Regions from separate parts of the Rattus norvegicus genome. Here region 1 is linked to region 2. The links are chromatin contacts, called in public Hi-C maps. All regions are on one chromosome and are shown on one strand. Each heading gives the region's core, a stretch centred on a gene start, on an enhancer-like site or on the middle of the called end of the contact. The rest is flanking DNA. Distances are from core to core; before and after follow the strand shown. Region 1 overlaps Bcl2 (BCL2, apoptosis regulator). Region 2 overlaps Bcl2 (BCL2, apoptosis regulator).

What was found. A called contact is a pair of places that touch in the nucleus more often than the background predicts.
Region 1: a contact with region 2 is called in a Hi-C map of the A7r5 cell line, with 2.5 times the contacts expected there. The contact joins two enhancer-like sites. A contact is called at or near these places in 6 of 12 Hi-C or Micro-C datasets (the A7r5 cell line, the Rat2 cell line, Schwann cells and 3 more).

Annotation. Positions count from the first base shown.
Region 1 is chr13:23,287,959-23,291,108 of GRCr8, forward strand. All of the region lies in intron 1 of Bcl2 (BCL2, apoptosis regulator), which reads right to left. It overlaps LOC134481474 (a long non-coding RNA gene), which reads right to left. Exons shown (of 2, transcript XR_010056970.1): 2 at 1-3,150. Among named protein-coding and RNA genes, the nearest start is that of Bcl2, 77 kb to the right of the region's middle. Within about 2 kb of position 1,468, at least 66 of the 93 cell types and tissues checked have an H3K27ac peak or open chromatin away from gene starts, as enhancers often do. A contact at or near this core is called in the A7r5 cell line, where this site is marked.
Region 2 is chr13:23,205,803-23,208,925 of GRCr8, forward strand. The region is part of intron 1 of Bcl2 (BCL2, apoptosis regulator); the gene reads right to left. Among named protein-coding and RNA genes, the nearest start is that of Bcl2, 160 kb to the right of the region's middle. Within about 2 kb of position 1,564, at least 6 of the 93 cell types and tissues checked have an H3K27ac peak or open chromatin away from gene starts, as enhancers often do. A contact at or near this core is called in the A7r5 cell line, where this site is marked.

The DNA of each region.
Region 1 (3,150 bases), core at 218-2,717, 82 kb after region 2:
TTTGGTATGTGTGTATGTGTGAGTGTGTGTGAGTGTGTGTGTATGTGTGAGTATGTGAGTGTGTGCGTATGTGTGTGACTGTGTATGTGTGTGCATGTGTGTGTATGTGTGTGAGTGTGTATGTAATGTGTGTGACTGTGTATGTGTGTGCATGTGTGTGTGTGTGTGTATGTGTGTGTGTGTCACTGGCTACTACCAAATTCACTATGTAGCTGAGGATGACCTTAAACTTCTGGTCCTCCTGCCTCTACAAATGCTAGGGTTAGAAGCATATATTATACTAATCAATTCATTCATAGAATGTGTAGATTGGGTTACTTATTCCCCATAGGAGCACCCAGATGTAACTGTGGGTGAAAAACTCAGCTAGAATTTTCAAACCAAGAGACCAGCAAAGTTAGCATGCTGTCCATAAAATATGGACATATGCACAATGTCAGCAGATACATATATATGTACCTGCTGTATGCATGTATACATGTATGTATGTATGTATGTATGCATGCATGCATGCATGCCTGGATGATGTGGTTAACTCTGTCACAGAGATTTCACAGCTTCAGCAATGGCTGTAGGTATGCTACAGAATCCACTTTTCCTAAGCTAAGACCCCTATGGGGTGAGGGTCACAAGAATTGTCAACAGTGAATGATTTCTGTACATCCTATGACCCAATATTAATTCAAGATCAAATGGGAAATGAATCATAGCGTTTTTGCAGTGTTCCTGTTTTGGTCACACCACAGCCTTGTTTCTGAACTCCCGTGTTCTTGGCAGCAGACATGATGCCACACCACACAATGTTAGAAGTACCTCAGCTTCAAGATCACAAGCTAATATCACTCTGTACACTCAATACTGTCTGCTTTTATAGAAACACTAGTAGTCTAATTATGGAAACAAAGACTTTTCATATTTTTCTACCATCACTCCTCAGTATATTTTGGTTTCTGTTATATCCACGCGTTTGATTTGTAAATTGCTATTTGAATTGCTGATTGCATTTTTCAGAATAGATCATTGCAGCAGCATACAGCGCACTCAGTTTACTGGTGAGTGAGGCCAGGGCCTTGTCACCCTAGGCAAACACAGCGCTGAGCCTCATCCCCAACCCAGCTCTGTGTATTGAACACTAGGGGGAGAGTCCTGGAGCCAGTGCAATCCTAGTCTCTCTGTTTGGGGGCCATTCCTTTTCCTTTTCTTTTAAAATCTGCAGCAGGAACTTCAGCGTCTTCCCCATGCAGAGGGTGTGAGGCTCACTCTCTTACTTGTCACTTTGCTCTTCAGTCCTCCATAAATACACAATGCCCAGTAGTGTCCATTAACCTATTTAATCTCCAACAATGCCATTACTCAGGGCCCTAGCCTACCCTCTCTCCTGTTCCATCTTGGGTTGCCTATAGACTGTTCTAGAAGGAGATCTAAGCCCCTGACGGTTTGAAGAAGCCAGTAATGGGCTCCATCCCGTCAGAGGAGTAAACAGGCTGTGGGAGTGGTCTGGACCAGGAGCCTCTCCCCGAAGCAGCACCACATGCACATTTGAAGCTGCAAATAAGAAGGAATTTTCTGGCGGAAGAAACTGCTAAATAGCAAGGTGGGTAACCATGGGAGGTCCCGGAATCTCCTCTCGAGATCTTTAAAACGACGATACAATCTCCCATGTCTGTGGTAATTTTCTGCAGTCCCGGCAGTCCCGACTAGAGACAGACGGAGGCGGTACCTCCTGGAGACTCCGCCCCAGGCCTGTGATCCGCCCCTTGCCTTCAGTTTGGGCTAAGCTCCTGAGGAGTCTTCCCAGGGAAGCTCTGGGATGCAGAGCAGGCTTGTTTACATCAGACTCTCTTCCTCACACCTCTTTCCTTGTTCTCAGATGGAAACTGGTCAAAGGTCAGGGTTGCCCAACTGCCCACACATAGTTTGGTCGTAGCATCAGACTCCGGCAAAACAAGAGGGTTGATTCTAATGTCTGTGCCTCTCCCCCAAGCTCAGAACCCGGGTGAGAACAGACAATTAGCTTTTGCTAGCAATCCATTCCAAATGAAAATATGATCCTGCTAATTGATTCTAAATAGATTTTTAAAAAGAATCCTTGGCCGCATTTCATCCTGAATACAGAGTTTCAAAAGTGTTCATTCCAGGGTTGGTTTTCCCCCCTTTCTTCTGGCTTAAACCCCAAATGGCCAAGATCCCAGTCTGAATAAACAGTGTGGGTGGTGACTGTTCTGTGGGGCCCAGTAGAGGATACAATCACTTTCCTTCTCTGCTCAGCATTAAATCATGTAAAACTAGCTGGGGACGTCCATAACCTCCTCACCAAGGAACCAAGGGGCCGTGTAACGTGTATTCTTTGCCCAAGGAGGGATGGAGCAGAAAAGGATTTCTCCTGGCTGTGAGCATTTGATTATGCAGAGAGTTCGTTGACCTCACAGGCAGCTGTCAGATGATCTTGCTAAGGCCTGTGAATGGTATCCCAGGAATGCAGTGATGTGGGCAGAAACCCAGTGAGTTCATGCCACCAAGTGCTTTCAATGGGAGGAATGAGTGGCTGACCAGAATGCCTCCGGTGGGAACAGAACCAGAGGATAATCAGTAATTCAATATCACCTAAGCATTGCGGGATCTTCAAAAGTGATCCCTGGAAATCAAAAACTCAGGACGAGCCCTGTAGGCTGGTGAGGGGGTTGGGAGGCAGGGCAATGGGAGGGTGAGTGGGGAAGTCAGCAGGGTTACTGCTGCGGCAGGCTGCAAAGACCGGCAGTTTCAGCCTTCCCTCCCTGTGTAAGCGGTAATGTTTTCTAACTTCCCTGCCTCTGACACCAGAGGAAATGGGGAAGCAACCCATTCATAAATACTCCGTGGAGCTTGAAGGGGACAGTGGGGCCTCTGTGTACTTAGACAGTTTTGATATAATGCAGCCCTATATGTGTAAGCAGTAAGTGCACTCCTTGTCAGTAAGTGCCCTGAAATGCTTCTCATGCAAAGAGGGCTGCTTTGCTCTTCTCCCTTTCACTCTATCTGGGGCAGCCTCTGTTCTACAGGCAACTGGGCTATGGAGAGCATGGGAAAGTATGGGACCACACTGGGCTCTGCTTCTGGGTAAAAAGAGATGGTGGCTTCCCAGTCAGTGCAGTCAGATGGCTAATGGCAGGG
Region 2 (3,123 bases), core at 314-2,813:
GTAAAGTCCGGATTTGAACCCAGATCCTAGCCAATACCCTTCGCTCTGCCCTCTCTGACACTGGGGTTCGGGCTGGGTGCCACCAAGCCTAGCATTTCACACAATGCCGGGACCTAAAGCACACCTTTATGCTTGCGAGGTAAGTGCTTTACCAGCTGAGCCGTTTCCTCAGCCCTCACATTGTTTTGAGTTTGGCCTACTTTTTCCACATGCTTATTAATCTATTCCTTCTACATGTAATTGCCTCTGAGGATCCTGAGGTAGTCTTAAAGGGGAGGCTAAACACATGACTAAAGAAGTGCTCAGGCTGCTAAATCTCTATTTACCTGGCTATTTTTTCACGGGTGTGTAGTATCCTGTAATAGATTCTATAAACAACATTTTATGTTTCATGCTGAATTACGGCAATACTATGATATTCTTTTGCACATAAGGCGTTTAGCCATTCAATTATGAGAGAAAAAGTTCCCAGAACTCTATTGACAATGCGTCAACGTTGTTACCAATAATCATGAAGGGATTGTGCGGAACTGCCCTTGCCCCCTTGTTGCATGTAATATTAAAAAACAATCCACGCTATCGCAAGCTAGGCACAGGCTGGTGGTCTAGTCTGTTCCCAGCCGGGTACCAAGATGACATGTTTCCTCCTGTCAGTGTCTCTCCCACCAATGCTGGCTCTGTGTCTCCATGGCTCTGAAATCGCTCTCTCCTCCCCAAGGCTCTTTGCTGCCAAACCCGCTCAGCACTCCCAAATTTCCGCAGCTATTTGGGAGCACACTCTTGCCAACCCAATGCTCCTCTGTGGTTACCTTTCCCTGGAGCTCAGTTGAGTCGCCACAAAATGGAAAACACCAGACAATCTTAGTTTAGAATCAACGGATAACACAATCGCTGGTCAAGGAATCTAGCATCCTTAATTCACCAACTATTCTGTGTTAGAAACTTTCCTGTGGCGGATCCTGGTGGATTCTGAACTAACAGGCCCCAACCTACACCTTATCCACCTTGCTCCCACCTCCCAAAAGAAGCCCTCCTCCTCCTTTGGAGCTGGAAGGCCCACCTCCTTCTTCCCCCAGTGATTGGCTTCTTGTTTTCTTTATTATTTAATCAATTAGGGGAAACTTCCACTACACCCCCTCGTGACAGCCTTCTGACCAAAAGCACTGTTTGCAAAGTGGCCATGGTTCAAGGCTGTGGTTCATATAAAAGACAATATTGCCCCCACCCCAGGGATGGATGAAAATATCTGGTCCTCACTATTTGAGGCAAATGAGCTATTGGCCACTGTGGGTTGTTGGGGTGTTGCCATCCCATAAGACATGGACAGCTTCTACTAGGAATGATAATTCAGATCAGATACCAATGTCACTGAGGCTGAGAAGGTCTACTTTACAGGATACCCTCAGACCAAGGGCCACAGAAAAACAAGCGGCCCAGGTGAATGTCAATGATGTTGGCCACATTAGCAATGGACAGAGTTGCTGCCCCAACTCCGTCCATGTTGGGTAGCTCTGGTGGGGCTAGATTAACTTTTGCCAGGAGAGGGCGCAGATGATTTCTTTTTATGTATCTACTGTTGGGGATGTCTCAAATTGAGTTCCAGAAATGAGAGAGCAAAGGGTACAAATGAACTACACGCATAGTTCTCTCAGTTACAGATCAGGGTCCGCACTGATGATCCCTGAGGAAGTTGCCTTCCCTGGGCACGAGGAGGGACCACCTCACAGGTGGAGGTAGAAGAAAGACAGCTGCCACATCTAGTGGTCTTCTCCCACCTTTGTCATAGCCATGAGTGTGTGAGCCCCCTAAAGGCCCAGCCAAAGATATCCTAGTTCTTCAGGGCGTCTTTGACCCCAGGCTGTTTGTAAGTCAGCTTCCACTGAGAGGGTCAGGCTGTTGACTGAATCACTTCAGTTTTCTGTGGCAAAATCTAAAACCAATTAAGCCATTGGTCATGTGACCTTCCCAGTCATACAGCCATCCTGAGAAGGTGGCAGAAACAGAGACAATTCTGGGGGTGGGGGGAGTAGTTTCTTCCCAACTTGCCTAGTACATAGTGCTAGGGGACTGAACAAACGTCTCCCCCAGACTCCTCCCTTCCTGGGGCTGAGTAGTCCCTTCATTCCTTTACCATTTCTCACCAACAGTCTCAGGCAGCATCCCAAGGGCTATTTTCCAAGTGTATTGTAAAGAAAAACAGCTTTCTGAGTCAGGTGAGCTAAATTAGTACCTTCTGGCCAAAAGAGTAGGGGTGAGGCTTTGAAGCCCCAAGGGTCTAGAAAGGCCTCTGAACTTGCTGAAGGATCTGGGTGACACCTCAGCTCTGAAAATTTATTAGTTTTTGGTCTTAAGCAAATCATCCAACTCGGAACCTTATTTACATCCCCACGGTCATAGAATCGGTAGCTATGAAGAGTAGCACACGGTCCTTGAATTCATCCGTCAGTGTGGTTCAGAAGGAAGCAAACGCAGTGATCAGAACGTGCCCTGTTGTCTGCCCTTCATCTTGCCCTTTTGTAGCTTTGCACAACTCCACCTGCCTGTGCCCTCCTCTGGTAATGCCTACTTGCTCCGCACGGAAGCTGCTGTCCACCTCCCTAGGGAGCCAGCCTTAGATCTGAAGACTGAAGTGGGAGTAGCCATGTCTGCTTGTCCTGTGTAGATGGCTAACCCATTGGTTTGTCAAACAGGGTGGCGGTGAATCACTTAATTCCTGTAGATTGCACAAGGTCCCTAAGCCCTCTCTAATTCCAAAATGCAAGGGGACCCTGTGGACTTTGACCTGAACCTCTGAAGAGCCATTTCTACAGAGAATCTTGCTTTCTCCCACATCCCAGTAAGGGAGATTTCTGAACAGCCTGTCATTGTTCCTTCAAGTGCGAGGGCCATTCGAAATGCATATTTGCTTATTTTATGTATTAATAACGACCAAGGGGCTGGAGAGAGGGCTCAGTGGTTAGGACCATAAGCTGCTCTTGCAGGGGACCCAAGTTCAGGTCCCAGTACTCAAGTTGGGTGGCTCACAACTACCTACAAATCCAGCTCTTGGACATCACTGTCTATGGTCTCTGTGGGGATCTGTACTCAAGTGTGCACTCTTGCACCCACATACACATAATTCAA